Linked DNA regions of Zea mays: region 1 is linked to region 2. The links are chromatin contacts, called in public Hi-C maps. All regions are on one chromosome and are shown on one strand. Each heading gives the region's core, a stretch centred on a gene start, on an enhancer-like site or on the middle of the called end of the contact. The rest is flanking DNA. Distances are from core to core; before and after follow the strand shown.

Region 1 (3,064 bases), core at 428-2,927, 190 kb after region 2:
TAAATTAATAACCGTCGGTAGTGAAAGGTATCACTATAGGCTGCAAAGAAACTAGTAGTGATGGACCAACAATGAAGATCAATTCTATAGTAGCGAGATGATTGTGTTGTATTATTGTACTTTCTAAAACAGGATAACCTACAAAGATAAAAGTTGTATACCCTGGCAAAAAATGGAAGAACCGAAAACGATAGAGACGGTTGTGAACCTATTTGTACTGGCGTTTTCCATAACCGCCAGTAGAAATATTAGTTTTCACAAACGGTTAATTGAGGACCGCCAGTGGAAATTGTAATGAAACCGCTAGTGAAAATTGATTTCAACTGGTGGTCGACGTAATGAAACCGTTTATATGAACTGTTATTAACGAGTTTTTAAGGACCCTTAATCATTTTTAGATTTTTAAATTAAGAACCGCAGGTAGTGAAAGGTTATCACTATAGGCTGCAAAGAAACTAGTAGTGATGGACCGACAATGAAGATCAGTTCTATAGTAGAGAGATGATTGTGTTGTATTATCGTACTTTCTAAAACTGGATAACCTACAAAGATAAAAGTTGTATACCGTGGCAAAAAAATGGAAGAACTGAAAGCTATAGAGACGATTGTGAACATATTTGTACTGACATTTTCCATAACCGCCAGTAGTTCACAAACGGTTAATTGAGAACCGCAGTGGAAATCGATTTCCTGAACTGGTGGTCGACGTAATGAAACCGCCAGTGAAAATCAAGTTGTGGAATTGTGGCAGCTAGGAATCGAACCCACAACCTCAACCTCAACCTCGCACAAAGCCTCCTCTACCACTCTACCTATGACATGCCTTGTGCTTAGGTTACAATTTTGTTGCTCACATATTATTATCAACTGGGCGTAAATTAACTATTTGAGGCCGTAAATAAATTCAAACAAAAAGGTTGTCAACTACAAAGTTGAATAACTTTTCAAGTTCTATAACTTTGGTTTTGATACTTTCTCCATCTGATGTCGTTTTCAAAATTTGCATTTCGAATTTGACAAATTTGAATGTAATTTTTGAGAGTCGAGATGATTTCAAATAAAGAAGTTGTCAACTATAAAGTTTCATAACTTTTCGAGATCGACAACATTATTTTAGTAGTTTTATCATCCGAAGTCATTTAAAAACTCAAAAAACTAAGGAAAAAATGATTTCTAGCGGCGGTTTCTTAAGAAAATTGTCACTAGAAATCGATTTCTAGTGACGGTTTCTTGAGAATAGCGCCACTAGAAATCATGGATTTCTACATATGGTTTTCTTAACGAACCGCCTATAAGAATATGATTTTTGTGACAGTTTTTTAATTAACCGACAGTAAAAATAGCACTGACGGTTGATAATCAAAATCGCCTGTAAAAATTAGGCATCACCGTAAGGTTAGAGCTTTTTTCTACTAGTGTTTTTTCAGATTTGTCAAAAACCGAAAAAAAATAAAAAACAGTTGAAACAACCGTTAATACGAATTTGAGAGATAGCATATAAAAATTGGGATAAACGGAAGGGGATTTATTGCAACCGTTTTCTTCCTAGTGGTGACGACGACGTAATTAAAGTCGGTGGTGGAAAGTGGCGAGCTCGCTCTATCCTCTATAAATATGCAGCTCCACGGTCGGCCTCCTCCGCAGCACATCTCAGCGACCAAACCCGGGCACCTCGTCTAGCTCGCCTTCCATTTCGTCCCTTCCTATTCATACTACCTTCTACGAGTTTGAGCAGCCATGGCGGCAACAACACCACTGCTTGCTGTGGCTGGACATGGAGTATCCTACAAACCAGCAAATGCTAAAGACAGCTACTACTGCTTCAAATTTGCATCATCGGCAAGAACAAGAGTCACCCTCCCACAGATCATCCACTGGTAGTACTTACAATACATTATATATCATACTACTAGCTACTTGTTTAATTTGTGTGACTTATTACAATAACGGAGTTGTTGTATTTTAGGTGTATATATTTTTAGATGGTTTTATAGGACAAGCTCATGCAAGTATATATAGCCCAACGGATAATTCACGAACTATAATTCCTAATTTTTTTAAGAGTCAAATAATGAAAAAAACTACTTGTTGTATGCGTAGCTAGGATTTTTTCATGAGGTATGCCATAAGAACTTCAAGTTTACCTAAAAAATCTTTTAAAAAACTAAACATCATGGATCAAAATTGCAGAGAAAAAGTTAGGGTTTGCTACAAATTCACCATCTCTTCCTGTAAGCTCAGGGCTAAGGTCTAAGAGGGACTGGAGGAGAGCCGAACAACAGCGCTCACTAGCGGCGATGGTGGGGGCATGCCGCGCACCTGCCACCTTGTTGTTGCTTTTATTTTTGTGATGATCTTCCATCAGGTGGCGGCTTGACTGCTGGTCTCCCACTCTCATATACCCTATGGACTATTGGTGTCGTATTGTCTCTAGACTGGTGGTCCAGTGGGCTGGCTAAGGGTATGCCATGGACCACCCGGACCACCCACCAGCTACGCCTCTGTTGTATGACAGTATGAAACGAGTAATTCATGTGGCATACAAATATAGCCCAACGGATAATTCACCAAGCACATGAAATACAGGTAAAAATGTTGTAGTAATTCTATTTTGATGTTATTCTACTGTATGTTCTTGGATCCATGTGGCATACTGTATCATGTAGGATATATTAAAATTAGAGAAACATATCGGTGTATATGGTCCTTTCCATTTCATATCCAACATCATGTTTCTTGTTTCTCTTTTTTTTACTAGGGAAGGGTGCAAGTGGTTGGGATGTTCTTTGTAAAATATACATGACAAAGAAAAGGGAGAGTTATGGGAGGACAATGAATTTGAGATGAATAGATGCAATTCAATGTGTATACTATATACACCAAACACTTATATGTTTCTTAAAAATAGTGCACTCTCATGTGAAATGTCACGAACGTTGAGGGTTGAGCACGCATACGTGTTGATGCAGGAGGTGCAGGAGCAGTCATAGCAGCACGGGGACCACGACCATGGCCGTCCCTGTCCTCAAGCGGCGGGAGAAGCAGGACGAAGAGCAGGAATGGA
Region 2 (3,482 bases), core at 697-3,196:
TTGGCGCGAAGTAGCCGTTGCTCCGCTGGCTCACCGGACAGTCCGGTGAATTATAGCGGAGCAAATTCTCGAAGCTGGCGAGTTCCTGAGACGCTCTTCCTTGGAGCACCGGACACTGTCCGGTGTACACCGGACAGTCCGGTGAATTATAGCGGAGCGCCTCTGGATTTTCCCAAAGGTGAAGAGTTCAGCGTGAAGTCCCCTGGTGTACCGGACAGTCCGGTGCGCCAGACCAGGGTGCCTTCGGTTATCCCTTGCTCTCTTTGTTGAACCCAATTCTTGGTCTTCCTATTGGCTAAGTGTGAACCTTTGGCACCTGTATAACTTATACACTTAGAGCAAACTAGTTAGTCCAATTATTTGTGTTGGGCAATTCAACCACCAAAATCAATTAGGAAATAGGTGTAAGCCTAATTCCCATTCACCAATGTTGGGGACTTGTTCTCAAATGCTATGAGTTAAGAACAAGGCAACACAAAGAATGTTAAATGTTAATGCCCTTCGTCCATCGAAGCATTATTTCCCTTGGGATATAATGATCTTCGGACGAAGGTCATGAAGGACATACCTTCATCATTACAGCATACGATAATGAAAAGAGAATCACATGAAATGTGAAAGGTAACATGAACAATTATGTATCATTATCAGCTCATTTCTATTTTATTATCATAGAAAAATAGAAATGATATCAAGTTACAAATGTACCTTCGGCTTGAAAGAAGGTAAAAGTACGAGCGTGACGCAAAAGCAAATGCCAAGTCAGCATGAACAGTGCAGGAGCACTGTTTATCTATTTATAGGCACGGGACGCAGCCCATGTAAAATTACACCCATGCCCTTTACATTTGCTAATGACTCTATAGTGACCCATCAAGGTCTAAATAGCATTTTCCCTTTAAAGTCAGTTCCCTTTTCTGCTATCATATCGAAGCTCCTTTGCGCATTGCTTCGGCTCTGCGTCAACCTTCGTATTCTTCGTGCTTATCACACTGTGGTTCTGCTCCAAGTCCGAAGATACCTGGTCATGTAATACACTCCAGAAACATTGTTAAATCATGTTTTTGAGGACCTTCGGAAGACGAAGGCCCCCAACAGGGCGGAAGCGACACATCGCGCTAGGGATGGGGGTGGGTGGGGCACGACCATCACGTCGGGAAGGGGGCGACGCATGAATGGCCTGACATAGTCATCGAAGGCTGGTTGTCGATGGAAGAAGACACCGAGGTTGGAGGGGCGCTGGAATGGGGGCGGAGCACGCAGGGAGATGATGCGGGGCACAGTAGAGGCAAGACGGGGCAGGGGCACGGACGTTGTGTACGCCCTTGAGTAGTATAGATTGCATATTAGAGCAACTCCAAGAGATTAGCTAAAAAGGCTAGTAAAATTTACCGATTTAGATACTCTAAAATCGATTTTACAGAAAAAGTGTATGTTAATCCAACAGGCTCGGTAAACCTACAGATTGAATGGAGAGTGAAGCAGGCTATCCAAAAATAGAGAACGAAGGTGGAGGGATAGAAAGCCACTAAATTTGAAGATTCATTTATAGAGTCTATTGGACACACTTTTCTTCTAATATTAGCTAAATTTATCTTTACAAACATATATACTTAAGGTCTGTTTGGTTTGTGGCTAAATGTGCCACACTTTGCCTAAGGTTAGTCGTTCGAATTGAAAAACTAACCTTAGGCACAAAAGTTAGGTAAAATGTGGCAACTGAGGTAGTGAACCAAACATGCCTTTAGTCTCTTAGAGTTGCTCTTAGTCAGCGTTTATAATTAGCACCGAGTCTATAAATTATGGGTCTGTTTGAACATATGAATTATAGATATGGCAATTTTGCGAAAAGCAAATAGCGCATTCTCTCGCGCGGCGATGGCAGGGAGGCTGCTCCTTTGATTGGGCTGCTACCTCATGGGCGATTGGGCTGTAAGGCAGCCCACCTTTCTGAAAAAAGAGGCCTGGAAAGCCCAGCTCCACCAGCTAAACACAAACAGCGCGCTCCTCATCGCCTCCTCGTTCGGCGACGGCGCCCTGCAGACCGCAGTTCGACTCGGCAGGCAGCTGGCCAACCGCCGAGCCGGCGGACCACCAGACTCGGAGACCTCCTCCGCAAATGCGAGCCAGCAGGCGCCCTTGACTCCTGTGGTTGCAGTTCCCGCCTGCTCTTCTTCCAGAGTTCCCGCTGCCCGGCTTCGGCGGTTGGCGGCTGGTGCGGAGGCGTCCGCAGGATTACGGCGGCATCCGCAGCAACCAGGCCCCGGGCCTATCCAGCACGCAAGCACGGTGCACGGCAGTGCCCGTCGCCGGTTCGCCCCTCTACACTGCGTTAGTGCTTTGCGTAGCACAGCGGCTCGGGTAGCTGTACTATAAATTATAAAAGCACTGCACATTGAAGTGTCAATTGATTCATCCCTTTTTTGATTGCCGGTTATTAGCTCTTGATGATTAATTCCAGTTGCATCACATTCTGTACGAGGCTACGATAGAATACAATGGAAGAATATCTTAAAAAAGATATCTCGAAGTACGGGAACTAAAGAGACCCCTGCTGAGAAAAAAAAGCCACGCATTTAGTTTGATGATAGTATGAGATTTCTACCCTCAGTCGGCAGAATATAAATTTGTTATGAGCATAAAAGCATGTTCCGAGCAGTTTCAAACCTTTTGGCTTTGGCCAAACGCTGCCCCATCAGCCGGCCTGCCTCTTCTGTGACCAAGCAGTGAAAACAACCAACCATGTGCTTTCTTCCTGTGTGTTTGCCTAGGAGGTCTGGTCCGTCTGGACTTTGGTGCTACAAAGATTAAATCCGATTGTGAGGCCGCTTGATGCTGATAGTTAAATTCCTTGTGGTGTTGAGCATCCACATCTTTGCCTAAAGAGGCATGGAAGGGATTTTGGCCATGTTTGAATGCACCGGAGCTAATAGTTAGGCAAGTTAGCTGCTAAATTAAGTTGTAGACATTCAAACAGTCTAGCTAATAGTTCAACTATTAGCTAATTTTAGCAAATTAGCTAATAGTTAGCCAGCTAATTTAACTAGTATTTTTTTATCCAACTAACCATTAGTTCTAGTGCATTCAAACACTCCCTTAATTCCTTGGTGGTGCTAGTCTCCTAGGAGCTGGTGAAGCATAGGGAATGCCTGTGTTATTTAGAGAGTTAGACCGGATACACAAAGTGTGATTTAGTCCGTGGCCATTGAATGGCATTTGTGGTGTCTGGCTGGAGGGTTGCCCCTCCAGGATTTTGTCCTGAGGGCTGGCTCCTAAGGGTCGTGGTTGTGTGCCTATCTTGCTTTTGCAAGTGTGTGTTGTATTGTTTTCCTTGGGGGCTTTTAAACCCCTAGGGGAATACCTCTTTCCTTTCTTGATAAAATGACACGCAGTTCTGCTGCGTGTTTCAAAAAAAATATTTTTGTCAAACTATAAGATCAAAACAAAAGATCAATAACTTGTTTCAATGTTAGTTCTATACA

What was found. Hi-C and Micro-C count contacts between places; a contact is called where the count stands out from the background.
Region 1: a contact with region 2 is called in a Hi-C map of leaf, with 8 times the contacts expected there. The contact joins the promoter of LOC100382139 here to the promoter of LOC103641135 in region 2. A contact is called at or near these places in 8 of 25 Hi-C or Micro-C datasets (bundle sheath, ear, leaf and 1 more).

The regions. Positions count from the first base shown.
Region 1 is chr10:62,807,271-62,810,334 of Zm-B73-REFERENCE-NAM-5.0, forward strand. LOC100382139 (stearoyl-acyl-carrier-protein desaturase10) reads left to right here and starts at 1,678. Exons shown (of 2, transcript NM_001174900.1): 1 at 1,678-2,586; 2 at 2,970-3,064. The coding sequence starts at 2,576.
Region 2 is chr10:62,616,517-62,619,998 of Zm-B73-REFERENCE-NAM-5.0, forward strand. It overlaps LOC103641135 (pentatricopeptide repeat-containing protein At2g26790, mitochondrial), which reads left to right and starts at 1,947. Exons shown (of 5, transcript XM_035963382.1): 1 at 1,947-2,361.